Regions from separate parts of the Sus scrofa genome. Here all the other regions are linked to region 1. Evidence: chromatin contacts called from public Hi-C and HiChIP or PLAC-seq data. All regions are on one chromosome and are shown on one strand. The core of a region is the stretch at or near the end of the contact, and the rest is flanking DNA. Distances in the headings are between cores, read along the strand shown. Region 1 overlaps LOC100514506 (a long non-coding RNA gene). Region 2 has its middle 450 kb from the start of NFIB. Region 3 has its middle 430 kb from the start of NFIB. Region 4 has its middle 370 kb from the start of NFIB. Region 5 has its middle 330 kb from the start of NFIB. Region 6 has its middle 300 kb from the start of NFIB.

Region 1 (4,820 bases), core at 1,562-4,061:
CAGGGGGGTGGGGGTGGGCTTTCAGGGCAGATGGGAGGCCCTTTCTCAAGGCCATCAGGCAGGACAGAAGTTGGTTTCACAGGCACCTCAGGAGGAATCTCCAGTCCCTTTTCTCTCATTCAGCACTTAAAAGATATCTACAGTTCTATTTTTTTTTTTAAAGAAGAAAAAATGAAAAATTTTTGCATCTCTAAATTATCTGGCCGTACCTGCTACAGTGACATCTCCCCATAAAGCCCGTGTGGTCACTGCCTAAAGGGAAGGTAGTGTTTTCAATTCTTGTGGAATCTGGAATAACGGTACCAAAGTATGCTGACACCTGGAAGACCGCTCCCTTTTTTACGAGGCCTACCTAGCGATCTAAGGGACGGGGAGAGGGAGGGGCAAGGAGGTGTCCTGCAGAGAGAGGCATCCGCAGGTAGCAACAACTCTGCTTGATTTCCAGGGGCAAAAACCAAATAAATAAAAACTCCAACCATCATACTTTGACAAACCTGTATTCTGAGAACTTTAGTGTTTTTAGAGAAACACCTTCTGTTGTACATTACAAGTCGCTTTCAAAGGCAATTCAGAACGTCTGGGCACTTGTTAAAATGCTCTCTGCGCTTGCTTTTCCGCGTGGATCTTTTCTGCGCCCCTTTGTATCTCTAATAAGCAGTATTGTTTATTATCCTTGGGTCCGTGCCCCTGGGACTGAACTGAAATAGAACAGGAGTGCCGAGTTGGAGCGCAGGAAAATACTCCGGGTTTCCCAGGCCCCCGAGGGGTCCCCGGGGCATCCGAGAGGGCTGTGCAGGGAGAGCCCACTGATGCGTGTGCGGCCGGGGAAGGGCAAGTTTGCAAGAGCTCTTCGCAAGTCGTCCTGAGGTCCCGGGCAACGCGAAGCCGAGTTAAGTGGGCACGGGAAGGAGGCACACGGGGAAGGGAAATGCCACTAAAGTCTGGGACTAGGGGTGTGACTTAAGGGCCGAACAGGCTAATATTGCCAGGATCATAAAAAGAGACTGCGTCGCGGGAAACGTTCTGAGCTTTCTTATAGGCTCGAAGTCTCAACTTTCATCCCTGTGCAACAAATTCTGATGAATAAATTCTCCTTCTTCCGTGTAGCCCCTCAGTCTTCACTGTCAAAATGAGTATCCTGAACAAGATGAGGATTACCCCCCTCCTTCCCTGCAGTTGCCTGATATTTGTCCCCATTTCGTTTTCAGCCGAGTGCTTTGTGACTACCGGGGATGAGAGAGCGCGCGGGAAGAAATAAAACGCCGCTGTACCCCTAGCGACAGAGAAAGTCTATCCGTCCCCTTCGACCCCAAATGAGCCCCTCCGTAGGGCCGCTCCCAAATTTCACTGCTCCCAAAACGAAGCGGGGTTCACTATAAGAAAGCAGAAACCCGCATCGGAGACACGACGCGAGGAGAGCCTTCCCCGTCTGGGGGGAAATTTCACGGCTCAGCCCAGCCTGCATCGCCACATCTACCCCAATTTAATGTCAGGGCGGGATTTGCTGCAGAGTTTGCTGGAAAGAATGTTATTCAACGCGCACCAGACCCGGGCTGTGTGCTTCCCAAGTGAAACTTGCAGCCCCAGGGCCAGACGGAGCTATCCTTCCCACAGGTTCTTGTGAGAGAAAAGCACCCCCTATCCCCAGTCTCCGAAATTTCCTCCAACGGGCTGCAAAGGCTCAAATTGTCCTTCCTAGCTCCGCTCCCTCATCCAGTTAGGTTGTGTAAAAATACGGAGATTCTGTTTGCTCTCAAGAACAGAGTGATTTCCCTCAAGAAACTCCTACAAGAGCTTTAAGCAGCCTCTGCGTTGCAGCGCGTCCAAGCCGCCGCGGAATTTTCCGATTTTCAAGAGGTAGTAAAGTGAATTTCGGTGCAGAGAAAAGTGAGGGGTGTTATCGTTGCAAGGTGGGGGTGGGCGCGAGGAAGAGCTAGGAGGCTTTTTGTTTTCTAAAGTTAGACTTGCTCCAAAGTGCCAGTACAAACTGCAACGCGTTGTGGTTTCCGAATTTAGAGAATCGTGTGGAGTTTGTGCCCACCCCTGCGGCCAGGGGCCCCACACAGCGTTCTGGGGCCCACCTCCCTGTCCCCAAGAGCAAGCGGAAGCCGGGGGCGGAGTGGGGGGGGCAACTCTCTGGGCAACGCCAGGCGCAGCTGACTTTGTCCGATACTCTCGACTCTTTGGTCTTCTCCCTTCTTGTGCCAACCCAGAACCATTCCGTCGCCGCCAGGATTGCACCGGGTGGGGGCGGGGGGGTGGGCAGGAAGGAGGGCCAAACGTCTAGGCTGCGGAATCTCCCAACAGGTAGTTTCACCCGGGAGCAGGCCAGGCTTAAATATCAAAGGCTGGGCCGACCAGACCGCCTTAAGCTGGAGCCCTGACGCAGTCACCTAGGGAGCCGGAGAAGGAAAGTTGCGTTAAGGGAGTCACTTTTAAATAACCCTGTTTTCTCTCCAATCTCCAACGTATCTCGAAATAGCGCGAGCTGTGTCGTTTGGAATGGCACTCCATGAGCCTAAATAAGCTGCTTCAGGCTGTAAATTCATATCCAATTTGGATTCTTCCCGTTCCCCCCGCCCCCAAACCCCAGTAGTTAGTACAGAACCCAGTTCGGCTTTAGAGCGGTAGGTATTTATTTGAGAATTGGGAGATTCCTCTTCGAAACGCCCTAGGCTCCAGAGCAAAAGAGGAAAAGGCTGTGTTGCACTTGGATGGTATAATTGAATTATGCCTTTCCCTGGTGCGCAGTGAGGAAAAGCAGAATGCCAGGCCGTATGCGGCATGGGCGGGCTGCGGCCTCGCGCTCCAGCGAGCGCACCACACTTCCTTCCCAGGGTGCGGGGAGAAGTTGGGTTGGGCCACTCACTGTGTCCTGCCTCCAGCAAGGAGGATCTGGCTGGGAAGTCGGCAGAAGCCTGATCATAGCTCCGTGGCTCCCACCCCTTCCGGCGCACTCTCCCAAATGTGCCCACCTGAGGCCTTGGGCGCACGTGGTGCGCGGAGACCCGGTGCGCGACTGGAAACCGAGCAGAGCTCCCCAAGCATCCCTGGCGCCCGCACGGCCCTCGCTGGGTAGGGGAAGGTGGGGGACCGAGCTCTTGAGCCGACGGATCTAATCCCGCCTTGGCAGACAAGTCTTTACTGCTGAAGCTCCGAGCCATCGCTGAGTACCGTTTTCGGCACCAATACAACCCGCCGAACTCCCAGCTCCGCCCGGTCTGTCTCCTAGAGAAACGTCCTCAGACTCCCCACAGTCCTTTGGCCCCTTGAAGCCTCTGGGGCTGGGGCGGACCTGACCTGGGAGACTTGGATCTTTAACTGCTTCAGGACCTGGTCTCCCAGTAGCACCCAGCCCGCTCCCCCGTGCCCATCCAAGCACAGCTTGTTGCCCTGCGTCTCCGCTGCTAACCGTGCTACCAAAACTTTCCAAAGTTTTCTTCGCGCTTTGCCACCTCCAGTTCCCCTAGGCTGGTGCAGGCAGGAGGAAGAAAAAGAACCCCCCCACCCCACGCCACCTCCATCTATCCTTCTCTCCTCTCCCTCCCACCTTCGGCCTCCCTTGTGAGTCCAAACCTTGAGAGTGGGAGCGCGCGTTGCTGGAGCCCCCGTAGGCACCGACTCTGCAGGGGATAGAGTTCAGAGTTGGTTCCACATCCCCCCACTCTGTGCGCCGTGGCCGTTCCCGCCCCCTCCTCCCCCACCTCGTTTGCAACTCGGGGACCTGAGGGCTTGTAGTTTAGTTTTGTTCAAATTTAGCTTTTTTTTTTTCCAGATTTTTTTTTTTCTTTGAGATTCCACCCTGCTGGAGCCTCGAGATTCCGCATGCCTTCCAGTTTCCCGGCGTGGGGATCGGGAGTCACATCCTTCGTGCCGGGCGGGTCGTTTCCCCCGAGTGGGGCGAGGGGCTCTCAGGCCGAGATTTCTCCAGCTGGGTTTTGTCTCCCTGGGAGACCCTCCGTCCTGGTGTGGGGCAAATTCCTGCTGGAGCTGGTCTCAGTGCCAGCCTCCTGTGCCTCTCCCCCACCCCCACCCCCACCCCCAACCCTCCCCACCAGAACTGTAGATGCAGCCGGTTCAGGGGATGTTTTTATGCCCGTTTAGGGAATGGGACTAGGCAGGAGAGGGGAAACGCTGTTTTAATAACTTCGTGGTCTTCCCACACACGGGAAAATTTGAGGTAGAAAGGTTCCCTCACAGAAGATCCCGCAGGGACGTGCCTCCAGGAGACTCCCAAATAAAGTACCCCAAGGTTGCTGGTTTATGGGCTATTACGTTTTTATTTTGTCTAGGATTAGCGGGGTTGGAGATTTTTGCGGCCAGCTTCACTATCCCGGGGCTTCGACTTCCAAACCAACAAGCAAGCAGAAGCGTCCAGGGAAACTAGATCCCCCGGTGCGCTGCGGGGCCGCGTGCGGGAATCAGGAACGAAATATGCTGAGAACTGCACCGCGCAGACTCCTGAGCCTGGGGTTGCTGGCCGTTTCTGAACCCCACCGGATTGGGCTGGGAATCGGACTTGACCCCAGCAGGGTCGGGGCCAGTACTTTGCCTTGATCATTCCTTGTTCCGGATGTGCTCCTGTTGTCGGTCACAGACAATGCCTGCCCTGAGCGACCTCTATATAGGCTAATGGGTTCAACCCAATGCGACAGTGTCCTGGGCATCAGAATCAAGTTTGCTCAAGGTTAGAAGGACTTCTGTTATCCTGTGTGACCGTGGACTTGAAACGTCTACCCAAAGCAAAGGTGGCTGCAAATGCTTACTCTCCGGAGCCGCCCGAGGAGACGTGCCCCCACCATGTCTTCCCTTTGCCCTCC
Region 2 (4,820 bases), core at 798-3,297, 480 kb after region 1:
ACAATGGGCAGTGATTTGTGAAAAATAAAACCAGCGTGTTTTCACCCCACTAAGCTGAGCCAATTCAACCAACCACTTAACTCGCATCTAAAAAGAGAAGAAAAACAGCAAAATAAATATATATTAGCCAGATAGGGGTAAATATAAAAAGTTAAATAAAAATACTAAGCCTGTAATAATATGTGGCAAAATCATCCTAGTGGGGCAAGCGTCCTTAACATTGAGGAAATACTTAAGATGCAAAAGATGAGGATTTCTACCATGATGCCTAAAGTGGCTGACATCACGTTATTTTTATGGTCTAGAGCTTTCTAAGTTCTATTGAAAGCTAAAGAACTCATCTGGGAGTAAGTGAGGAGAGAAGTTTAATTTGTTGCTAGTTACTACTCATAGATTCCACCATCAGGCTTTTAGAGAATTAGTTGTTGTTGAGCTGTTTAGTGAACTTGGGAAATCTCTGGAGTCTGAGGCCCTCCTGACAAGTGGTGAGTTAAAGTGGGCCAGGGAAGGGGTCAAACACTGAGGGAGATAAGAGTCCCCAGAAATAAATGCCATAGTACAACAATCCCATGGCTGTGGTTCCTGGTGCGGTTGACTCTGTCCTCTATTCTCCTTCTTTGCCCCAGGAAATCCTGTTTAACTCTTAAGCCCTGACTAAGACCTGGCTGCTGCTAAGGAATGGCCTTCCCCATGTGACTAGGGTAAAAACACCTAACAAGAAAGCTTTTGTGTGTACTCAGAAACTAGTCTTTGGGTGTTAGACATCAACATCCATAAGAAGAATTAAAAGTAAAATTTGAAGGACAAACTGCCTGCATATGTATGCTATGCAACTATTTTTTCCAAGAAACAGTTTTTAGGAGGAAGAACTTTGCTTTTTTTCTGGGCAGAGCTGAGTTCCAGTCTAGTCTCTACCATATTCTAAGAAGCTGACCTTAGTCACATTACGTAACCTCTGAACTTCCCAACTGTCACCTAGGGATAAAGACATTTTTTGAGGTGTTAGAAAGTCTCAACTGAAACAGCATATGCAGAGCATACTGTCCAGGACCAGCATCATGGTTTATACTCAAGGAACATAGGTGATTTTTCCTGTTCTTTCTCTCTCTTTTTTTTAGGGCCACACCTAAGGCATATGGAAGTTCTGAGGCTAGAGGTCAAATTGGAACTGTAGCTGCCTACCTGCCACCATGTCTGTGACCTATACCACAGCTCATGGCATCACCACTGAGCAGGGCCAGGGATTGAACCTGCATCCTCATGGATACTAGTCAGGTTCATTTCTGCTGAGCCACAATGGGAACTTCTCCCTATTCTCTTTATAAAATCAGTATAATCAGAAAACAATATACGTATATCTCCTATATTTATTTTTTCACATGGACCCTGTGGTTTTACTGATATATATCTCTTTGTTTTTTACATGGCAATTAAATGGTTTATTACCGTTCAGCTTAGTGTGGTAAAAACATGCTATGACTTTATTTTTCATAAATCACTACCCATTGTGCTATATCCAGTCTTCTGCAGTGGACAGGTGACTGAATCGCATCATAGGCAGATTTCAAAATCTCTCCAACATGTATATGCATATATATGTGTATATGTGTGTGTGTATGTATATATCCCCAAAGGTAAACAGTTAGATTTGCAATGTAAATCGGAAATACTGGGAGCAATGGGAAAACTGCCTAAATTCCTACCAAATTAGAAATAAAAATTTAGCCCCCTCCAGGAATTCAGAAATGAAATGAAACCAATCAAGGGCAGAAGAACACACTAACCATGCATATGCCGATATTTTTCTAGATGAGTCTAAATCAGTACTTCCTTGACAGAGACCTTTTGAAGACTGTGTTGCCTTAAGCATGTCAGTGCCTTAGTAATTTTCGAGGATTATGCCTCACCAAAATTTTGTCAAAAGGTCTCGGTCTTTCTCCCAAGTCTGTCCTGCAAATCTCCTTTTTTTCTTCCTCTTACTTCCTCCCAAATCCTCAGTGACTCCGACAGCTGCAAGGCCTTCCTCCTACTCCCCCGTTCAACGTGGACGGCGTTGCCATTGGAGACCTCCCCCGCTCCCTGAAGCCGGCTCTGTCCAAGAGCTTAGGTGGTGGACTTAAAGTAGCAGAAAGTAGTCAATAATTAGGAAAACAGATTTGCAGCCAAACTGAGCAACTGGAGCTTGGAATTTCATATCTGAGATATTGGTTTCCCTAATTAATTAGCACAAAAGTAATGGTCTGTGGGGGAACATAGCTTTATAAACTTTTGGCTGGGCCCTTTAGAACTACACAATGTACACAGGAAAATGTTAATAGTTGAGGGGAAAAGCATTTTAACAAAGTTTTATAGTATGTGGTTGAGGGTCCTCAGGGCAAACATATGCATTACACATCTAACCCCACACTGAGAGAATAATCCCTAGTGTTGGTTCCTCTGTTAGTCCTATTAAAAATTCCCCCAAACGTAAAGGCTGCCAATTTCAGACTGAGAATAAATGGCTCGTGGTTCCTTCTGAAACAGCATCCAAGAATCATGCTCTCAGGGCTGCACACAGCCATCCCTGGGGAGGAAAGTCTCTGATTTCGGGGGTGCCTGACTCCAACCCTCTTTATTTCAGGCAGGGCCTCCTCAGGTCACTTTCCATCAGAGATGGTAAGAGTGGGAATCTGGCATCAAAGGAGGTCAGCCCCTGTGTTTGCCTTTTGTATAATGCAGTCAGAGCGTGGTTGGGAACATTGAAAGGCTCGGCATACTGTAGGGTGTCACTTCTCATAGAATTTAACACTGACTTAACAGTGAGAGGGGAGCCCTCAGCCAGCCCACAACACTGGCCGCTTTTGCAGATGACTTAATGCAGTGTTAGTGGTGGTAGGATTCAAGTGAATGGATTCTCTCGCCTTAAATATTAAATTGTTCAATTCTCATGTGAAGCATTATCATGTGATGGCGTGAAGGGTGAAGATGTGAGAGAAGAAGTCATGGAAACATTTAGAATTGGTTCAAAACAAATTCATCGTTCATTGTTAACAAAAAACAACCACTTTATTCTGAGGTTAGAAAACTAGGGTTGGAATCTAAGCTGTCAGCAATGTGATCTTGGATAAATTCTTTAGCTTTCCTGGGCCTCAACTTTCCCGTCTGTAAAATGGAACCTAGCAGTCCTGGTCCAGACCACATGCAAGTGAGGATCAAATGGGGTAAATGCTGAATGATGGTTGAATCCCACAGGCCTCAGTACTCACCCACAGTCCCATGGGACCTCTGGTTTTTTGGTTGGTATGAGTTGTGCCCATTATCAGGAGTTTCTGCCTACCCTGTGCCTTCAATAGATTTTAATAATTGTGCACCATGGAGTTCCAGGAATTACATGGTGTGGGAGATGGTGAAACCAAGAGAACTAAGCTTTGGTGCTTACTTCCTAATAATTCTTTACCTCTTTACACAAGCTTGTCGCCCAAGGGTTGACCCATTACAGCAGTCTAATATCTTACGAATGCATTAATCCTCCATTCCTGGGGACCTTGGTCTTTCAAGCACTTCTAGGCAGACTGGTTACTCCTCCAAGCTCTGGGGAATTTTGTTTCTGACCTTGAGGTTGTATGCCCATGTCCTCCTAAGGCCTCTGCTCTCTGGGACACAAACATTTAGACACATTCTGGAAGTTCCTTAGTCATGGAATTTGACCTCCAAAGAGAACAGCATGCCTTATTTATGGCTTGCCCCCCCCCCCCCAGGCTTGTGTTCCTGCGTACAATGATGTAGGCGTATGTGTGTAGAGGATTGGCCTGCATTTCTGAGAATAAACAATCATGCACATGTAGATGCTCCAGGCAATTTCTTTACAATGCTTTTTGAGAGGCCATGGCTTTACAAATACTGTCTGGTATTTTCACTGACTCTAAATTGGTCATTGAAAGTGTCATTTCGTGACAACCCTATTCTAATTCGAACTCCCTACAATACACCAGGGTCTCTTTTTATTTCTAAGCCCAGCCAATTTTCCACCTTTGCCCCTTTTTATATGTGGCAAAGGAAAGTGTAATTCAGTTATGTGTCGTACATCCTGGGGATTTGCCTGAGGAGTAGGCGAGGAGCTGCTGTTATGTTGCGTACACCTTTTTTCTCCTCAGCAACTTCCCTGATAGAGTATTGTTCTAGGAAACTAAGGATCCTATCCTCAACAATTAAATCAGCTGTCAGATTTTATTTACAGTGGAAGTTCAAGATTAGACTAATAACATCATGTCTTAATTTTCCCAGCAGTTGCAAGGCCAAGGGAATAAAGTGGGTGTTAGAGGTTGTATTAGGCTTAGTATCCCTTAGCAAATAGAAATTTGGAGAGTGTTTGTTGTTTTAAGGCTGTTGACTCCAAATAACTGTGATAAGGAAAAAGAAAAAAAAAAAAAAAAGACAGAGCCAGTCTTGGTCAGTGTTGTGCTGGAGCTGCGTAAAAATAGCTAGAGAGCTCTGTGTGTGGGGTGAGAGGTGGAAGAATCAGAAATGGGGTACTTGAGATAAAATTGTATGTCATGTGGGGACTCCTTACCCTGATCTATTCCACATATTATTATGGACTTTGTGAAAGATAAAGCCCAGGCAATAGGACACCAATGCCATTTATTGTGGAATATGTGGAAAGACAAGGGGATGCCAGAGCCTGTGTCATAGTGGGGTAAAGGCAGGAGGATGGCCGGCCTGGAGTACAAGAATATATGTTTTTTATTTGTTTGGATCAGCCTTAAAATGGAAAATAGTGGCATTGGATGAGGCTGGTTAAGGAAGAATAAAAAAATGCAGTTTTACCAGATAAAGACCTT
Region 3 (4,820 bases), core at 705-3,204, 470 kb after region 1:
GAAAATTTGCTTCTGTTTCAGAGAATATTGTCCTATTCTTGATAGGATCGATGGGGACTATTATCCTTTCTCTTCTCCCATCTAGGTCTCTTCATCTTCTTTCATCTTCTTTGCCATACTACTCATTTCTTTTGTTCACTCACTCATTAAACATTAAGTTTCTAGCCTTTGAACTAAGGCAATGCTGGAAGTAAGTCGACTAAATCAAGATTCCTTGTTCTAATCACCCTGGTAAGAAAGGCCAGGAACACCCAGGAATAGCTTTCACACAGGATATAGGGAGTGGAGTGGCTATGTAAATGCTCTGAGTGGCTGTCTTTTCTTTGCTCTATTTATACGCACCCACTCTTAGGGTTTTACATGCTACTTGTTCATATTTTTCGATCCTCATTGTAAGTAAGTAGCTTTGCTTGTATCTAAAAGCATTATAAAATTTCAGTTTAGAAAGGAATTCTTTCTGATTTTTCATTATAGGCATAAAAGGGAAATGAGGACAGAGTTAGGGAAACTGGTTGAAAGCATATTCAGAAACAATAGCACAAAAGTAAACTTTGGACAAGTTGTAGAAGGGAAGAATAAGGTTAGTTTTCTCTCTGCTCCTAGAAGCTTCTAATCATGGCTAATTTTATAGGTGGGTCACTGTTGATATGGTCTGTTTTGAGAGGATTTGAAGAGTAAGAAAAAGGCTTCAGTCCAAAAATGTTTCTTTTATTTCTGAAACCTCAAAAGCAAGCAGTTCTCTGTCTGAATTATTGCTGTCTTTGGTCCTTTTTTTTTTTTTTTTTTTTTTAAATGATACTCCTCTAGGCAAGATTTAAGAGAAATCCCCAACTCTTGAGAACTCTTAAAATTGCCTTCTTCCAGAATTGAGAGAAAGATGAGCAAATCAGGGCTCTGTTCTTTGTAAATATGATCTAATTCTATCCATTTGACTTGATATAACTAGGAAAGCACAGACTGGATTGGATTCATTTTGCACAGCTATGACCCTGGGTCATATCTGTGATGAAAAATAAATAGAAAAAGGAACATTCAACTAAATAATACTAGAGTCCAAATATGTTCACGTAAAATATGTAGACATTTGTGGTACCAGTTCATTTTTTTTGGTCTCTGATTATCAGGATAACTGCCTCATTTGCCTCCCTCACTTTACATGTGGAGAGATGGCATTGGATTATAATAAAGATTGTTATGGTCTTCAACCACTAATAGAGAGCCTGTCCAGTTTTGCAAGTTGGATTAGTTGACATGAGGCAGAAAGTTAGAATACATTTGCATTCATTGGTTCAATGGGGTTTCTTGCTGAAGTATGTTGTGCCATATTATCTTGTCACTATTTTGTAACTGACATATGCCCAATTGCCTTATATACTTGAGAAGCAACTGTCGTTTTTATCTTGAAGAACAATTAAGTTTTCTGAAGGCTAAATGTTTCCAAGGAAGAAAAAAAAATAGCCAGACTACAGTTTAATTTATTGAAAGTTATTTATAATTTAGTACTTACTGTCCTGAAAATGCCTGTCCCCTTGGAAATATGATTCAGATGCCCTGAACTAGGGAAACATTTTCCTTTTTCCTGTGTAAAATATGAAACAAAAGACAACTGAAAACACTTCATTAAAACAGTTCCTTTGTCCTTTTGACAATGAAAATTGAAGAGAGACATGCCAGTTTGGCAATGTGGGTGGTCCCCTTTCTACGCTCACCCTAACATGACCTCGCAAAATCACTGAAAGTTATTTGATGGTTCTAGAGATTAAAAAAAATAATGTGTTGAAAAGCAATAGTAACATGCACTGAGGGATTTTAGAAATGCCGTCTATTAAAAATGAGGTTCCAGGAGTTACCGTAGTAACTCAGCTGTTAAAGAACCAGACTAGTATCCATGAGGACTCGGATTCAATCCCTGGCCTTGCGCAGTAGATTAAGGATCTGGTGTTGCCATGAGCAGCAGGTGGTACAGGTTGCAGACAGGGCTTGGATCCCATGTTGCTGTAGCTGTGATGTAGCCGGCAGCTACAGCTGATTCGACCCCTGGTCTGGGAACCTCCATGTGCCATGGGTGTGGCCCTAAAAAGACAAAAGACCGAAAAAAAAAAAAAAAAAAAAAAAACCTAATTTCTAAGAAGAGAAGGATCTGCCCAAGCACCTCTGCTCCACCCAGGGCTTACTGCCTTGTGTGTTTTCCCACCTGGGCAGTCTTTTCTATAGTCAGGTCTTGTTCCTTGGTTCCTTGGTCCACTCTTTTGTCAAGGTTCTCCACAGGCCAATTTTACCATCAGTTGCATATAATTGGTCTAAATTGATATACGTTTAATACGTATCAAATGATCTTAAACTATGTTCCCCATGGGACTCTGACTTTTTTTGTTGTTTTTGTTTCAGTAATTTTAGAACATTCTTCATCTTGTAACATCCTAAACTCCTTCAGAGAACATCACAAAGAAGGGCTTGATGATCTGATGAAAAAATGAAAATTAGACACTATTCTTTGTTCTCGTTCTCTTTCTTTTTTAAAACGTCTTTTACTCCTTTTAGTTTTATTTCCTAGGACTGCCTGAAAAAATTCAGACTAGTTACCAAGAAACTGCTTTCTGACTAATCTGTTTTGCCAGTCAGACAATTTAGTCTAATAGTTTTGAAAAATGAAAAATGAACCATGTGCTTTTGCCTTTGGTTAACGTTTTTTTGTTAAATGAAATTTGATATTTTACCTCTAACTCTATTTAAAGTGATACAGTCCAAAAATATCACGTGCCCAAAATGATCAAAAAAGCCATTCTCTTTTTGTGCTATTATAAAATAGCTTTGTCTAGGTTGGCTGTAGAAAAAGCAAGAATAATAAGCCAAGTGCTCTTGTTTTATTGATACATCCCTGCTAGGTAGCGTATAGGAAACCCACAGAGATGTCCTCATGAAGTCCTCAGAAATGTATCTTTTTTTCCCTGAATGCCACTCGATTTAAAAATAAGAAAACTACTCTGCAGCCTTCCTGAGAAATGGAGTTACTGTAATATGTACTTTTTAGCATATTGCATACCTTTTGTTCTTCAACTTGACATGAATCATGCTTACAGAATGTTTGGCAGGACTTCGCATTTAAGTTCCCAAAAGAGTATTCAACTTAGATTAATTAAGACTGTTATTTCAGGGAGTATAAATACAACTGCTTATTAAAACATATTTATTGAGAATAAACAATTATGTAATAGAAACCAGCTATAGAATGTAATAATATGACTGATGAAAAAGGCAATTGATTACAAATGACATAATTACTGAGGGTTAAAAGCGATGCAATTGATATGACTTGTTATTCCTTAAGTAGGCTTTAATAAGCAATTTTGATCATTATTTAATGTGCAATAACTCACTTATTACATCTAAACAAAGAGTTACTTTCCAACTTGGTACACGTGGCATTAACAATGCTTAAGGGAGTTGAGAAACTTATAACTTTACCCTTAGGACTGAGGAAAGACATTGACAAAGAATGTTAATTAAGTGTTACTGATTGTATTTATTTTAGGAAATGGAAAGAACACCAATGTCTTTGATGAGAACCTTTTGCCAATTATCTGACAAAATGAGGGGTCCTGCATATCACAGGGGCCCCTTGGTTTGTGCAGGGAGGATCTAAGGCTACCATTTGAATTTCTGTTACTTGCTCTTTCCTAAGCAATTCCCTAAGAAATCCTTTTATTACCATTGTCACTCCTGAGGGGGTTTACCAGGGATTAGTAGCTTTGTTTTAACTCTGGCATTAAAATGAGTATTTCCCCCCAACTTCTCTCTAGTTCCTTACTTTCCACAGTAATGTGATATGCACAGTGGTATTGAGAAGGGAGAGAGACTTAAAGAGGCACAATCAGTAATTTATGACCTAAGTTTTAGGCTATGGAAATAAGGAATATTTTACGAAGTTGGAACAGTGTGTACGGAATTAAGCCTTTCCCAAGGGTTCGCAGGGGTCCAGAGATGGGAGTTGGAGTGAGAAAAAGCAAAATATGCTGAAGACAATTTTCTATTTGGTGTCTCAGAACCCATTTTCATTAAGTATTTTTCAAGGTATACAGCAATTTGCTTTCCTTAAGCAAAATGTTTCCTCCGTCTCAAATCTAGTTGTGAACAGCATTCTCCAACATTCTAGGGTTTCTTGAATATTTCTTAACTGAGGACTTGTTCCAGTTCTCAATACTATTTACTGATCTTTTTCAGAAGAATATACAGGAAAGACTGGCTTTTAACCAATGGTGAGGAGAAGCTGTACATGTGATTATGTGTGCTTTTGTGTTTCTTTTGAAAAACACTTTCATCTAGAAATTGTGTTTTTAAAATGTAGTTACCTCTGCTATAGTTTGACAATATGTATAGATCTAACAGTTGACCAGTTGAGGAAAAACAAGATGGCTTTTTTCATGGATACTAGGATGCCAACAACTTTTATCCTTTGAAGGGGGTGTTATTCAGCACTATTGTGAGATTGATAGTGTTTGTGTGTGTGTGTGTGTGTGTGTGTGCACCTGCACGCAGCTTTTCTGTGTTTCTTTGTGTCACTTCTTCCCTGTGGCTCTTCTCACCTGCAGATGTTAACAGTGTTGGTGGTATTCAGTTCAGATTGCCATAATCTTTCCCACACCCTCCCTTGGTTACACATATACATGTGTGCCCCTGTGTATTTATATACAGAAGAGGCAACTCTTTATTTATGTCTACATATTCTTCTTCCATACTCAACACATAATCTAAAAAATGTATCAGTTTTGTGTGTTCCCTTTGGGTTTTGCTAAGGGTAAAAAAATATTGCAGTGGTTGAG
Region 4 (4,820 bases), core at 652-3,151, 400 kb after region 1:
TTTTGCTGAGCCACAACAGGAACTCCTTTCTTCCATTTAAATATTTTAGTTACAATTTAGAAATGGAGTGTGCTCCTTCTTTCTTAATCCGGCAACAAAAAAACCTTTAAAATTTAAAAGTTAAAATGTTATTTATTTATTTAATTTTTAAAATTGAAATATAGTTGGTTTCCAATGTTGTGTTAGTTTCACGTGTACAGTTCTCTCTGCTATGCAGTAGGACCTTGTTGGCTATCTACTTTCTATATAGTATTGTGTATCTGTTAATCCAACCTCCTAATTTACTTCCCTCTTTCCCCTTTGGTAACCATAAATTTGTTTTATTTGTCTCAGAGTATGTTTCTGTTTTATAAATAAGTTCATTTGTAACATTTGTTTAGATTCCACACATAAGTGATATCATATGATGTTTATCTTTTTCTGACTTACTTCACTTAGTATGATAATCACTAGGTCCATCCGTGTTTCTGCAACTGGCATTATTTCATTCTTTCTTACGGCTGAGTAATATTCCATTGTATATAAATATACCACCTCTTCTTTATCCTTTCCGCTGCTTATGGACATTTAGTTTGCCTCCATGTCTTGACTATTGTAAACAGTGCTGCAGTGAACACTGAGGTAACATGCATCTTTTTGAATTAGAGTTTTTATCTTTTCTGGATACATGCCCAGGAGCAGGATTGCTGGATCATATGGTAACTCTATTTTTAGTTTTTTAATGAACCTCCATACTGTTCTCCATAGTGGCTATACCAATTTACGCAACAGTGTTAAGACCATTCCTTTCCTCAACATCCTCTCCAACATTTATTATTTGTCGACTTTTTGATGATGGCCATTCTGACCTGTCTTGAGGCAAAACCTCACAGTAATTTTGATTTACATTTCTCTAATAATTAGTGAAGTTTAGTATCTTTTCATGTGCCTGTTGGCCAGCTGTATGTTAACAAGATACTTTCTTTTCTTGACAAGCCAGTTCAACCAATTAACAATAATATCTCAAGAAAATAGAAAAAGAGTAGATCTAAGAACTTCTTATTCTTAAATACTACTTGTCAACATAACCAGCTTTCTTTTCTCTGTGATATCTCTAAAACTAAATGAAAAATTCCTCAAAGCTCCAGAGCTAGGTCTTATCTATCTTGGCATTTCTGGTAGCTTACACAATGTCTGACACCTTATACTTAGTTGTTCAAAAATAATTTGTTCCCTGATTACATTTTTATTTGTACCATCCACCAGGACCTAGTGATGATATTGTGTCTGTATTAAGTGCTGAGCATTTTTATTGTTGTTGAAATTCTATATAGTCCCTTCCCCTGATTTTTCAGTTTGCTTTAAGAAAGAAAGCATTCATTTATAGAATCTGCCCTTTGGTTTGAACCACATTTCTCACAAGTTTGCTTTCTTTGCACTAATGCCAGAATATTATCAGGGGAAGAGTCTTGCAGAGGGCTCAGAAAATGATCTTCACACCTCAGTCCCTTTTAGAGATCTTCTCGGATGCCAGTGTTTCTGTCTAGGCAGCCACTGGAACATTTCTTTGTATAAACTTTTCTGCGCATGCCCTTTCCTTTGTTAGCGCTGGTCTCCCCCACCCCTCCCCTCCAGCCCTGCGGGGCTCCCAGGTGGGGGCCGGCCTGGTCAGGAGTCAGGCTCAGGGCTTCAGCTCGGACTCATAAATGTGGAAATAACAAAATGTGTTCCTTGAAGCTTTGCAGCGTTGTCAGGAAATGGGCTGGTTGCATGCTGCACTTCCACGGATCTGGAAATTCTGCCGAGCTTGGGTTGACTCCAGAAGAAAAGTTTAAAAGTGTTCAGGGAAGAGAGGAATTAAAGCGGGCCATTAGTTGGAGACACCAGCGCTCCTGCTGAGTTTGGGTCTTGGCCCGCTGCTTGGCAGGGAGAGATGCTGGAGCGTGTGCGTTGTGTACTCTGGCGGCGACGCTGGCTTTTCTAAGGATTGGGGCTTTGCAGAAACTTTCCTTCTCACATTTTTCATATCTCAGACACCCGCGTGGCACCTTTGGGAAGGAGTTGGAGGTAGTTATTGTTTCTGGTTGGAAGAAAACAAGGCACAGGGAGGAGTAAATGCAGAACGCCTTAGGGATGAGTGCTAGATCTGAACCGTCTTAGTGTCGGACTGGCCTAGGCCGGCAGTAAATAATGTGTGGGATAAATGTCTGGGTAAAAGTGATTTCTGTGGTGATGCCTGTGTCAAAGGCAGGGCCTGAGGACAACATTAAATCTCTTTGGGTACCTTAAGCTCTGCAGATGATCTCAAGGAGTGTGAATGAGTGTACGGATTTTCCCTGGTTGTGTTGCTGACCCAACACCTTCCTTATTATTCTAAACTCAAGAAGGAATGTTCTGGTATTTGGAGAGGTCAAAGTTGAGTTTTCAGGTCAGACAATGGAGCTGTCATCCTATGGCATTTGGGGTGGAAGAACATAAAGTTCAAAGTTGTTTTTCCTTCTTGGTGGCTCTCTCTGTGCTTCCAGACCACCAGAGCGGTTGGGTCCCCAAGGGTGTGTGTGTGTGTGTGGACAATGGTCTCTAGCTCCTGTGTGTGTGTGTGTACACAGTGGTCTCTAGCTCCTGCCCTAATTTAGGCCCTTAAGATAGTGAGGTAAATAAACTACCTAGTAACCTGGAAGAAGCACAGCTGATTTTGAGTTCTTTATGTCTCTGTTGATTGTGTCAGCTCCTTGTCGGGAACCTCCTCAGGAAGCTAGAAAGGAATTTGACCACCGATCAAGTAAAAAGAAAAGTGACTAGGGCTTTAGGCTTAGGTGAAATGTATTTCATTTTTTCACCCATGATGCAATGCGGGAAGGATCTTTTTGGGGTTCTTTCCCCATTGTCCCAGGAGCCTTCCAACTGTGAGAATCCCTTGACCTATCAATGCTTGGGTTCAAATCCTGGCTCTGCTACTCACAGACTGTACATACTTCTCTGAGGCTCAGCTTCCTTGAATTGAAAGTGGGCATAATAATAAAATTTAAGTCACAGGTCTTTATGAGGCTTTCATGAATTAATACATGTAAAGTTCTTAAAATAGTGCTTATGTGCCATCTAAGACTGTTGTCATTTTGTTGAAGCACCATCAGTCAGGAAACTTGAAATGGGGGCCAAAAATAGATATTTTTCAAAACTGATACTTTTTGATAGAGTCCTCTTTGGAGGCTGGAAAATGAACTAGCTGAACTCTCAAAGTTTTACCAATAATAAGCTCCTGTGAAAATTCTGATTTCAAACTTTTTTTAACTTCATAACTAGTTATTGAACCATTCTTGGCTCTGATTCCCCAAGTCTTTGTAGAGCAGACTGAACTGGTTCTCCATATAATTTTAGGGCAATTTGAGTCTGTTGGTTACTGTTTTTGAAATCTTAAAACAAAAGTCTCTAACTGTCTTTTCAAGCATGCACTTCTGTGCACCTCTTCTGCTTTGAGTGCCAGTTGTGAAACTGAAGCTGGGATTAAACCATAAAATGTCAGCGAATGGTCTGGAGTCTTCTGGAGTAAAATTCTTGCACTATAAGCATTTTTTTACTTGTCCCTATTTTTTTTTTTTTAAAGGTGGGAGGGAACTGGCTCAGATCACCTAGGCAAAGCAATTTTCCATGAACACTGCTATCCCAGTGCACAACAGGAAACATACTAAAAAGCTAGTGGCTTGGAGAAAAACAGTAGCAAGCCCAACAAAGAGCAACAAGAGAAGATAGGGAAAGAATGAAGAGGGAACCAAATTACTCAGGTCTGAACATTGTTCTCTATAAGGAGAACTTTCTGTGAAGTCATGGCTGGAAGTGTCTGTAACTTTCTAGGGGGAGTTCACGTGCACAGTCACACTCACATGCACACACCTGGCACTTGAATTGCAGATAACCCAACATTCACCTTAGCGTAGCTACAGAAGTAATATTTTTACCAGGATAAATTGTTGTTAAACAGTTCCTCCAATGCACTAGTCATGTTTTACTTGGAGACAGGCAGATTTTCTTTCTTTTAAACTCATTATAGTGCACACAGCTTATTGATTTGATCTAGAAAATAGGAATATTATTATTTCTGAATGCCAGAGTTATTCACACACTCATATAATATAAAAGCAATCGTCACCCATGTCAAAGAACTATATTCAGTAAAATGGGCGGGCCTATCTTTTATGAGTTCCATTGAACCACCAGAATTGGGGAAATCAGAGAATTGCCTCTTAAAACAAAATTAGAAAACAATGGTGAAGTCAGCATATTGCTTTGGATAGGTAATCTTATTATTCTTCCAAATATATGATTTACTGAATAAAATAGAAATTAAAGTTACATCTGATATTGCTATTTTATCCTTACTTTTATTAGAATTTCCTTTGAAAGCCTGTAATTTTTTTTTCTTTTTTGTCTCTTTGTCTTTTACGGCCACACCCATGGCATATGGAGGTTCCCAGGCTAGGGGTCCGTTCAGAGCTATCACTGGCAGCTTATGCCACAGCCATAGCCACTCAGGATCTGAGCTGCGTCTTCAAACTACACCACAGCTCATGGCAACGCCAGATCCTTAACCCACTGAGCGAGGCCAGGGATCGAACCTGTGTCCTCATGGATGTAGTCAGGTTTGCTAACTGCTGAGCCATGATGGGAACTCCTGAAAGCCTGTAATTTTGTATTTGTCCATAGGATTTTAATAAATAAAGATGACTTTCTAGAGGGCCTAATGTGCCAGGCATTATATTTAGTGTGATTCACCTGCAATAGTAAAGCGGTCGTTCTCAAAGTGGGTCCCCTGGAGGCATAGAATCTTTTGAGAACTTGTTAGA
Region 5 (4,820 bases), core at 828-3,327, 370 kb after region 1:
GAGAATGTCATTTCTAGTTTATGTCTTGTTGCACTCTATTATAGAAGAAGGAGAAAGCAGGTTTTGGTGTGCAAAGCTCCCCATACCAGTGAAGTGGCAGGGCTGGGAAGCAGAAATCACTTCATAATGCTGGGATCTGAATCTTAAGGTATAAAGAGAGCGCTAGTGAAGGAGTTAGCATTTGCTTCTGGAGTTCCCGCTGTGGCACAGTTGGTTAAGAATCTGACTGCAGTGGCTCTGGTTGCTGCTGAGGTGTGGGTTCAATCCCTGGCTCAGCACAATGGGTAAAAGGACCCAGCATAGACTGCAGCTGCAGCTCAGATTCAATCCCTGGCCCAGGAACTTCCATATGCAGCCAGCGCAGCCATAAAATAAAAATTAAAAAAAAAAAAAAAAAAAAAAAAAAAAAGAGTACTTAGGAGTTCCTGCATGGCTCAGTGAGTTAAAGATCTCATGTTGTCACAGCTGCAGCTCAGGTAGCTACTGTGGCATGGGTTCAATCCCTGGCCATGGAACTTCTGTATGCCATGGGCTCATTCAAAAAGAAAAAAAAAATAATTTGCTTCTGAAAAGTGTGGAGCCTCATTGGGCAGGGATCAGATAGTGAATAATTTGCCAGAGGGAATTTTATCTTTAGGTAAGCCAAACAACTATGTTACTCATCAGGTTGAAATTCTGTTTTGTCATGGTATCTTTAATAAAATGGATGTGATCTCTTACTTGAACGTAAGAAGAATCAACATAGCAGTTTCCTCCTTCCTACTTACCAAAACACGGGTGCAGGGCCTATGGGTGAGATGTAGTGATAAAGTGTAAATAAAGTAGAATGTCTTCATCTCCTAAGAGTTGGAGATGGGCTAGTGTGGAAGAAAAAGCACTGATCTTTGGGGTCTAATCAGGAGAACTGGGCTTGACCTTGACTTGGCTTTGCCTCTAGATGGATGACTTTTCCCACACCACTTGAGTTCTCTAGCACTTATCTCTAAATTAGGTGGTTTGACAAAAGAAGCTAGAAATTCTTCTTCAGCCTAAAAATAGAAATATTGCACTTTAAATAGGCCTTAAACCTGAGGTGTGAAACCAGCTAGCAAGGGAGCTCCAGAAGTGTTTGCGGAATTGAATTAAATTTTCAATTTTAATTTGAACAAAGTCTATGAATTCCGGACCCTCAGCCCACATGGAAAGCCCACCAGCTAACATCATAGCAGCAGCAACCACAACACAGCCTAGTGAATTGTCTGTGGTCTCTCATGAACTGTCTGAGGAGATATTTTATTTTGATCCATCTATTCCAGATTCTGATTCCATTGAATGATGAGTGAAGGGGAGATTCCAAGAGAAAAGCCCCCAGACAGCTAATGGTCACAGGGCATCTTGTATCACAAAGGTTTATAGAGAAAGAGTTCACAGTGGAACACCTAATGTGCTCTTTCCCAGTGATAATTCTGATGTCTTTGGGAAGGGAATTGTGAGAGGTTGGCATCCAGATCACTCTGGGTTGGCATTGAGTTTGGGCAGCAGAACACACTCTCAGTTCTGTGCAGCTGCCTTGGGAGTGACAGACACATTCCCGCTGTTCTGGACCTGGTTCAGAGAGGAAGGAAAGCGGTTAGAGTCAGTGATGGTGGTGGCTCAAGGAGCCAAGGAGGACAGAGGTGAGGGATTTGGGCCAAATGCAGTGCACTAAGCTGGAAATTCACTAGAACCTTGGGACTCACAGTGACTTAAAGAATCATGTGACCTCCCCTGACCACTTGCAAGAGCCATAGTCTGATTTCTGCATCTTAAAAAAAATAAAATAGCACCTACTAGAGGTTCAGTCTTAAGTGAATTTAATCATTTCTAGCTGTCAGCTGAAGGGCAAGAATTCTGGATTCGCAATTAGAATCAATGGATAGCAAGGTGTGTGTGCAAACCAGCAATGCTTTGATGGCAAATCCTTCCTTTTCAGATCTTTCTGAAAGACTGATTTACTTATAAATTCGAATTTCCTCTGGATTAGTGATCACTGCAGCAATTCAAATGCTAGTGGGGCAGGGGTGGGGTGTGTGTGGGTAGAATCAGTATCATGTTTTCCTTGAAAATGGGTGACGTCGGACACCTGGGCCTCTGTTCATCCTCGGACGCTGTACCAGAGCAAGCTGGACACAATGCCGTCCTCGTTCTGAATCAGAATCCATCTGTACTCTCCAGTGGGGCAGACAAAAGCGGATTGTTAGCACTTCAAGGCTCTTTGACAGAGTCATACCGCTTGACTCTTTATTAATTGCCCCATCTGCTACGTGAGCACTCTCTGACACACGTTGGTGCAGAACCCTTAAAGCCCTTCGTCTGCTTCCTATTGGTTCCACATGTGTTTGTATTTGTTCTCAGTAGGCAGAGATTCCAGAGAGAAAATGAACCGCTGCAGATCGATTGCAGTATCAGTCATGCAGAAGACATGGTGCAGTGTGCCATTTGATTTTGATCTGCTTTTAACCCTTGCCAGGCAGTTGCCCTGGCTTCTTGGTTTGGTTGGCTTCAGTTTTCTGTTTCAAGTTTCAGATGCTCAAAGTAAGAGAAAAGGCAGTGTGAGGCTGAATTTTAGGAAAGACAGCATTTCCCCTTTAAGTCATCGGGTCCTCAAAACGTTCCCTCTCTGCCTGGGATAGAGCTATAGAAAAGGCAAAGAGCATTAATTGTGTGTGTGTGAGAGTGTGTATTATTGCTGCCCAAAAAAGATATGCGTTGTTTATATAGCCAGTGATAACTCTCAACAAAAGTACACTGGCAGCACTGGCAGGTTCTGGGCTCATGATGATAAAAGACAGACCAACCCGACTTGATGGTTTACTTAGGCGACCATTCTCCTCTGTGTGATTTGTCTTTGTCCCTTCCTTTCTTATTTTGTTTTAAAGAGATCCAATGAGATTGAGTTAAGGATATGGTGTCTATTTCAGCCTCAGCTTCGCAATTTCCACATTTAGCCTGGATTGAGTTACAGGCATCACGATGCTGGGATATTTTTCTATGTTCGACTTGGAGGTAGAAGAGAGAAACAGGAAGGGTGTGGTTCTCCTTTCAAAGTTCCTTTATCCCGGGGTCTGGAGGCTGCATGGATGTGCGTATGTTTATATATACAAGGGAGGGGTGCGTGTGAAGGAGAGGGGAAAGGAAAAAAAGTACTGCACAGCAAACAAAGCTTTTGCCCCTTAATCATGCTTCTTATCATCTCATTAAAGATATTTGAGCTCTCTGCTATTTATTGAAACTTCAGGAACACAGAGGTGGAGACCCTGAGGGAGGGCTGAACCCTTGTCTCACTCCACAGTGGGAACCTAAGGTTTAGGGGAGCCTTAGTACAGCTTTTTTTTTGACCCCTGAAATCTCATTTTCTGTCCTGTTCCCCTCGTTAAGATTTTGAGCCCTGCTATGCTGATTAAAACAGGGACTGTCCCTCACCTGTCCTGTCTTCCCAAGAAGGGAAAACTGTATCTTTGGGACTCTTGCTGTTGGAGACAATAGAAAACATAGTCAAAACTGGCTTACATTAAAAAGGTACTTTATAAATTCATATAACTTGGGGGGTAGGGCTGGCTTTGCTCATGACTGACCTGGGAGACCCAAAAGTCCTCAGCAGCTGGTCCATTTCCACCTTTGACCCATTTTTGCTTTTCCAAAGTCTAATTTCCTTCTCAGACCTCCATATATTGTTATGACGGCTGCATGATAGGGCCTTCCAGTTTCATGTCCAGGTGGTGGAAAGAGAACCTGTCTTTCTTCTAGGAGCCTCAGAAAATGTCTTATGGGATCTGGCTTAGATTAATCCACATGCACAACTGGAAAGCAACCTTGTGGCTAGGGGAATGCAGTTCTCTGGCCAAGGCTGAAGCTCTCATGTCTGGGAGCTGGAGTAGAAGTCAGCCTGAAGTTCATTTGGGAGAAGGTTGTTTCTAAGAGAAAAATCTGGGCATTGTTATCAAAAGGAAGAAGGAGCGGAGGCTGCCTCTTCAAACAGTCTGAAAATTATCTGTTGCAAGAGTCTTAGAAATTTATAGGACAAAGGTAATTTGGTCAATCAACTTCATTATGAATGTATGTGATATGTTTCTCTCTCCCATATGTGTGTGTATATGTGTGTGGACACTGGTCAAAGACATTGATTTTGAAATCAATTGTCCTGGGCTCAAATCTTCATTCTAGCAGTAACTAATTCATGGACTTTTGGACAAGTTACTTAAAATTTGAGGTTTGCTTTATATTTATGCTATAGAAATTGGTGGCTGGATTAACTCAGCATAATCTTTTTTTTTTTTTTTTTTTTTTGTCTTTTTGTCTTTTTGTCTTTTCTAGGGCTGCTCCCATGGCATATGGAGGTTCCCAGGCTAGGGGTCTAATCAGAGCTGTAGCCGCCAACCTATGCCAGAGCCACAGCAATGCCAGATCTGAGCCACATCTGCAGCCTACGCCACAACTCATGGCAATGCCAGATCCTTAACCCACTGAGTAAGGCCAGGGATTGAACTTACAACCTCATTGTTCCTAGTCAGATTCGTTAACCACTGAGCCACGACAGGAACTCCTAACCCAGCATAATTTCTAAAGAAATAAGTACTTTGTTAAGAAACTTACTTGTCTATTCTTTCTTATTTCTGCCACAAGTAAAAATATTTCATGTTAATTTAATAACTTCTTTAAAGCATTTGATGTCCTCTTAGCTAGTATCCTGAGAGGTGTCCAAAATTCCACTTTTAGAAGTTACCTCCTGTGTTTCAGAAGAAATTCCTTTACCTTCCCATATATCTCTTTTCCATAGTCAAAGAACCTTCTTGCAAGAATGT
Region 6 (4,820 bases), core at 1,164-3,663, 330 kb after region 1:
TTGTCTTCTTGGTTCAGATACCCAGGGCTGAGGTGCTCAATGTGGGACTCAAACCCCTTGGTCTTTAGGGAGGACTTATGTGTTTGTAATATCTCTTCCCACTTGTGGGTCACTGCACTGGGTTGTGGGTCCTGACTAGACTGTCTCTGCCTCTGCCTATACTGTCTCAGTGTATTTTAAAAAAATATTTTCTGTTTTATATATGTTGTTTGGATAGTCTTCAGGTCATTCTCAGGGAGAGTCATTTTATATGTAATTTTAGTTTTCATGTGTCTGTGAGAGAATTGAGTTTAGGATCTTACTACTTTGCCATCTTGATCCTGCCCCTTGATAATGGTTATTTTCTTAAATATTTGCCAGTTAAATATGTGTGTGTATGTGTGTGTGTGTATATATATATACACACACACATATATATATACATATATATATAATTAATTTTAATCAGCATTATTTTAATCACTAAAACAATGTATATTTTTCTCTTGTATATAGTCTATAAATTTGAGCTTTTGGTGACTTAGTTTAGTTAGCTTTCCCAAAACCCACATTTGGTATGTCAGAGATTTCTTTTGAAAACTCTCAGTCTATGTATGTATGTCCTTATAACAACCTGGGAATTAATTCTCTATTAAAACAGTGAGGTTCTCTGTGGAAATCTGGCCACAACTTGAAAAGGTATTTCCCAAACCTCCCCAATGATGGTAACTCAGGTTCTCCCCCAGGTATACCTACTGCAGGCTTGTGTTCTGCAAGGACTGTGAAAGTCCTGCTTTTGTGGTAGCATTCCTTGGTAAATGTGTGTTAATGTTCCAGAGATGATCTGGGACATACTGCTTTTTGTTTTCAAGTCTACTCATTAACTTAAAACCCACTTGACAAATGACTATTGAACTTAGGATGCTTTAGATAATGTATTTTAGATCATCTTTCCATGTCCTATCTCAAAACTATTCCTACTGAAGACCTCTGTGACTTTTTCTTTTTTTTTTAGCTAAGAAATAAATATTTTATTTTACTTTTTATAATGATTTTTATTTTTCCCATTATAGCTGATTTATAGTTTTCTGTCAATTTTCTACTATACAGCAAGGTGACCCAGTCACAGATACATTTATACATTATTTTTTCTCACATATACCATGCTCCACCACCAGTGACTATATGTAGTTCCCAGTGCTATACAGGAGGATCTCATTGCTTATCCATTCCAAAGGCAATAGTTTGCAACTATTAACTCCAAATTCCCATTCCATCCCACTCCCTCTCCCTCCCCCTTGGCAACCACAAGTCTCTTCTCCATACTCTGTGACTTTCTTTAATATTTAGTTAAAAGGGTGAAAGTGGTAGTTGAAGCCACTTTAAAGCCAGTCCTGGGAACGCCTTGCTTTTCAAATTTCCCTTGCATTTCTGTTTTCTAAGTTATCATTTACTGAGCACCCACTGCCTGCCAGGCACCTTTCACACTTGATCTCATTTCAGCTTCTGTACCATCCAATGGAGTTTGTATAATGATCCATTTTCACAGTAAAAATAACCTCAGAGAGCTTAGTTCACTTCCCCAGAGATATAAAGATTATAAGTGGTAGTTGGTAAATACACAGAAGTTTAAAATTCCTGTGTAATAATTACATAGACACTGTAGGAATTGCCATGCCAAGGGATCTCAAGTAAACTACTGAATGACTAAGGAGGACAACGGGGGGATCTTTTCACTATTAACATGGAGGAAAACTCTTTTACCTGTTCCCAGAAGAATATATTGTTTTAAAATGGTTTTTCAAACTTAATTGCTTCATGTGTAATCATTACAGAGTATCAAACATTTCTTAGGACAATACAAACTCTGGAGAGAACTGCTGAAATTAGCCAGTGACCTCAGGCTATTGTATTTATCCCACAACTTTGGTTGAAAACCTTAAATTTCTATGCACATGTGTCCTGCAAATTTTTTGCTTTGTGGCTTCCTTGCAAGATATTTACCATCTGAGGAGTCCAGTGTGCCCATAGAACAGGGGTTGATTATTTATGGAAATTGGCCATGGAATATGCTAAAGGTGCTTTAAGGACATGTTTTTAGTATCCACTCTTGGAAACCTGTATTTTTCACTTCTCAGGGGCTTTGGATTTTAAAGATCAGGCTTCCTAGCCTCTTCACCCTCTGCAAGCTGAGATAACCTGTTGCTATTTTTGAATATAAATAGACTTTATTAGGCTTTAAAAGAACTACCCAAGGGTTTTCCCCCCTTTTCATTTTAGTTTTTGGATTGTCAACGGAAGTCTTGAGCTTTGAGACTTGGAAGGTGGTGCCTGCAAACAAACATCCTGTGGACAAAATTGTTGGCCCAGCACTTGGTGTTCCAGGGTGATTGACAGGAAGCAGTGTGTGCGGCAAGGAGGGAGGATGGGGACTCTGGGCACTGTGGCTTCCAGTTCCCCTAAACAATAGCCCGGCTCCCAGGGAGCCTCACACACTCCTTTTCCATCTGCCGGTATGGATGTCTGAATGCTTGGTTGTGATGGGAGTTAGGGAGGATGTGGGTTGGGCAGGAGGTGAAAAGAGCCCTGGTACTCAACCCAACAATCACAAACAGAAAACCGAAACCTTTTGATAATGCTTCTGTTTGAGGGGCAGGAACACGTAGACATGCTGAGGTCTGGGATGACAGCTAAACCAAACAAGGATGAAAAAGGAGCCATCGAAGAAATTTTGACTTGTCAAAGCCAACACTGGTTGCTTGGGGGAAACCAGGCTTGAGGAAGGTGGCAGTAAAAAGAGGTCAAGGACGGTTAAAGTAAGTGAAATAAAACTCATAAGGAAAAGAAAACAAACATTAAAGAAATCTATTCTCCACCTCCCTCCCTCCCCCACTCCACCTCTTCCTTCTTGTCTCCCTCCTCCTCTGAACCACCCAAGTGCAAAGTGTCAAGGGTGAGACACAGAGACTCACAACAACATGGCTACTCCCACCTCCTCCTGAGCTAGTCTGGGGAGCTAGTGAGTCATGCTTGGAAGTCTAAAGTGTATTTTTAGGGAAGGGGTTAGATTAATATGAGAAGGTTCCTGTGGCCAAGTGGTCACTAGATCCCTAAAGGCAAGTGCTATTCTGATTGTTCATAGAAAGTAAGGTTTGAAGGGACACCTCTTCCATCAGGGAGAAGAGGGATGACAATTTCAGGAGATGGTGCTCCATTTTGCTGACATGGTGGAATCTCAGAAAAGCCAAGTGACTGAATGTAGAAAAGGGACATGGCTCATATTTTTGCTGCTCAGTCAAAAAAGCAGTAGAGCATTGAAGGCTGGTGATTAAATTCAGGGATTTTTCAAGTTGCACTCAAGTTTCCCATCTCTCAGTGAAGAAGCTTCTTTGTGATACACACACACACACACACACACACATGTATGTATATGTATACATACATGCACACGTATGTCATTTTCTTTGTATTGAACTTCTCCCCTTCACTTTGTAGGAGATGATTTGTCCTTGATTCATATATTCCTACGGTTGCTGAGAAATGACGGGAAATGAAAGGTGGTAGGGTTGGTGGAGGAGGTGGTAGAATAGGCCACCCAGAATCATCCCATGAATCAAAATCCTTAAGGTAATTCACAAACAATTTCATGGACTGTAGTCATGCACATGAACACCCCATCTGGGGCTCCGTGCTCCATCCACTATGTGTGTGGGCCTTGCAATAACTTTTGATTTGGGGAGGCCTTGTGGATAAAGTGCCAGAGGCAGACATTGGAATGGAGATGACATCCCCCCAAGATACTAAATGCCAACATGCTCCTTACCTGCATGCTTTGGGGAGTCACAGAAGTAGGATTCAACCAGGTATTTATATGCAGTGTGAGACTATATGAGGTGTAGGCTTCTTGCCAAATGTCTATTTTTCCATTTCCTTTCCTTCTCCCTCCCTCCTTCCCATTTTTCTTCCTTTCCTTCTCCCTCCCTCCTTCCCATTTTTCTTCCTTTCCTTCTCCCTCCCTCCTTCCCATTTTTCTTCCTTTCCTCCCCCTCCCTCCTTCCCATTTTTCTTCCCTTCCTCCCCCTCCCTCCCTCCTTCCCTCTTTCCTTCCTTCCTGCCTCCCTCCCTTCCTCTCTTCCTTCCTCCCTTTCTTTTTTCCTTCCTTCCTTCCTCTGAAGTGCAACCTTGGAGAAATTTAGAAACCAAATTAGGGAAGCTGTATTGTATTTTATTTGAATTTGAAATGGTTGTGGTGCATCTAGGTTCATAAGAGTTTATATTCTCAATATTTATGTTCAGAGAATAGTTGAAATCCATACTTCAGCATTCAAAATATCATATACCTGGTTATTAATCGTGTTCCCATTTTTATCTTCTCTTACTCCCCTGCCCCAGGCAATGGGTCTTATTGTTCTTAGAGCAAACCTGCTCTCTTCGTTTTTTTATTACATTTTACCAGAGCTGACCAACCCCCACTCACACACACACACCCAGTTCTTCATCTACAAATGGTCTTGGCATTAGGCCTCCAGCTTGCATGATCTCCTGCTTCCCTGAATTCACAGCACTTTTAGCTCCTTTGGTAATTAATCCTGTGAAGATTTATGAAAAATCTTGTTTTGCTGGATTATATTGTTTTTGGTGCTTGTTCAACAGAGAATATTATTTTATTTTTCTCCTTTATAGTTTTCTACTGTCTTCTAACCTGAAACTGGAGCCCTGAAACTTGTCTTTCTTCTTTTTGTCCCTACAGCTATTTGAAACATTGCATTATCTGAGCATATCCTATGTCTTTACTAAATCACTTGTTTATTTATTGAAGAGATCACTTCCATTATTCACAC

The links. Hi-C and Micro-C count contacts between places; a contact is called where the count stands out from the background. HiChIP or PLAC-seq counts read pairs in DNA pulled down with a chosen protein or histone mark.
Region 2: a contact with region 1 is called in an H3K27ac HiChIP or PLAC-seq map of skeletal muscle, with 5 times the contacts expected there. The contact joins two enhancer-like sites. A contact is called at or near these places in 1 of 47 Hi-C or Micro-C datasets (retroperitoneal adipose tissue) and 1 of 2 datasets of contacts at active chromatin or transcription factors (skeletal muscle).
Region 3: a contact with region 1 is called in a Hi-C map of retroperitoneal adipose tissue, with 1.8 times the contacts expected there. The contact joins two enhancer-like sites. A contact is called at or near these places in 1 of 47 Hi-C or Micro-C datasets (retroperitoneal adipose tissue) and 1 of 2 datasets of contacts at active chromatin or transcription factors (skeletal muscle).
Region 4: a contact with region 1 is called in an H3K27ac HiChIP or PLAC-seq map of skeletal muscle. The contact joins two enhancer-like sites. A contact is called at or near these places in 1 of 47 Hi-C or Micro-C datasets (epiblast stem cells) and 1 of 2 datasets of contacts at active chromatin or transcription factors (skeletal muscle).
Region 5: an H3K27ac HiChIP or PLAC-seq map of skeletal muscle shows a contact between it and region 1, with 6 times the contacts expected there. The contact joins two enhancer-like sites. A contact is called at or near these places in 1 of 47 Hi-C or Micro-C datasets (skeletal muscle) and 1 of 2 datasets of contacts at active chromatin or transcription factors (skeletal muscle).
Region 6: an H3K27ac HiChIP or PLAC-seq map of skeletal muscle shows a contact between it and region 1. The contact joins two enhancer-like sites. A contact is called at or near these places in 1 of 47 Hi-C or Micro-C datasets (epiblast stem cells) and 1 of 2 datasets of contacts at active chromatin or transcription factors (skeletal muscle).

Annotation. Positions count from the first base shown.
Region 1 is chr1:208,147,285-208,152,104 of Sscrofa11.1, forward strand. All of the region lies in intron 1 of LOC100514506 (a long non-coding RNA gene), which reads right to left. Among named protein-coding and RNA genes, the nearest start is that of NFIB, 33 kb to the right of the region's middle. Within about 2 kb of position 2,812, at least 36 of the 83 cell types and tissues checked have an H3K27ac peak or open chromatin away from gene starts, as enhancers often do. A contact at or near this core is called in retroperitoneal adipose tissue and skeletal muscle, where this site is marked.
Region 2 is chr1:208,632,749-208,637,568 of Sscrofa11.1, forward strand. No RefSeq gene overlaps it. Among named protein-coding and RNA genes, the nearest start is that of NFIB, 450 kb to the left of the region's middle. Within about 2 kb of position 2,048, at least 6 of the 83 cell types and tissues checked have an H3K27ac peak or open chromatin away from gene starts, as enhancers often do. A contact at or near this core is called in retroperitoneal adipose tissue and skeletal muscle, where this site is marked.
Region 3 is chr1:208,614,152-208,618,971 of Sscrofa11.1, forward strand. No RefSeq gene overlaps it. Among named protein-coding and RNA genes, the nearest start is that of NFIB, 430 kb to the left of the region's middle. Within about 2 kb of position 1,955, at least 2 of the 83 cell types and tissues checked have an H3K27ac peak or open chromatin away from gene starts, as enhancers often do. A contact at or near this core is called in retroperitoneal adipose tissue, where this site is marked.
Region 4 is chr1:208,548,445-208,553,264 of Sscrofa11.1, forward strand. No RefSeq gene overlaps it. Among named protein-coding and RNA genes, the nearest start is that of NFIB, 370 kb to the left of the region's middle. Within about 2 kb of position 1,902, at least 15 of the 83 cell types and tissues checked have an H3K27ac peak or open chromatin away from gene starts, as enhancers often do. A contact at or near this core is called in skeletal muscle, where this site is marked.
Region 5 is chr1:208,513,669-208,518,488 of Sscrofa11.1, forward strand. No RefSeq gene overlaps it. Among named protein-coding and RNA genes, the nearest start is that of NFIB, 330 kb to the left of the region's middle. Within about 2 kb of position 2,078, at least 10 of the 83 cell types and tissues checked have an H3K27ac peak or open chromatin away from gene starts, as enhancers often do. A contact at or near this core is called in skeletal muscle, where this site is marked.
Region 6 is chr1:208,481,973-208,486,792 of Sscrofa11.1, forward strand. No RefSeq gene overlaps it. Among named protein-coding and RNA genes, the nearest start is that of NFIB, 300 kb to the left of the region's middle. Within about 2 kb of position 2,414, at least 8 of the 83 cell types and tissues checked have an H3K27ac peak or open chromatin away from gene starts, as enhancers often do. A contact at or near this core is called in skeletal muscle, where this site is marked.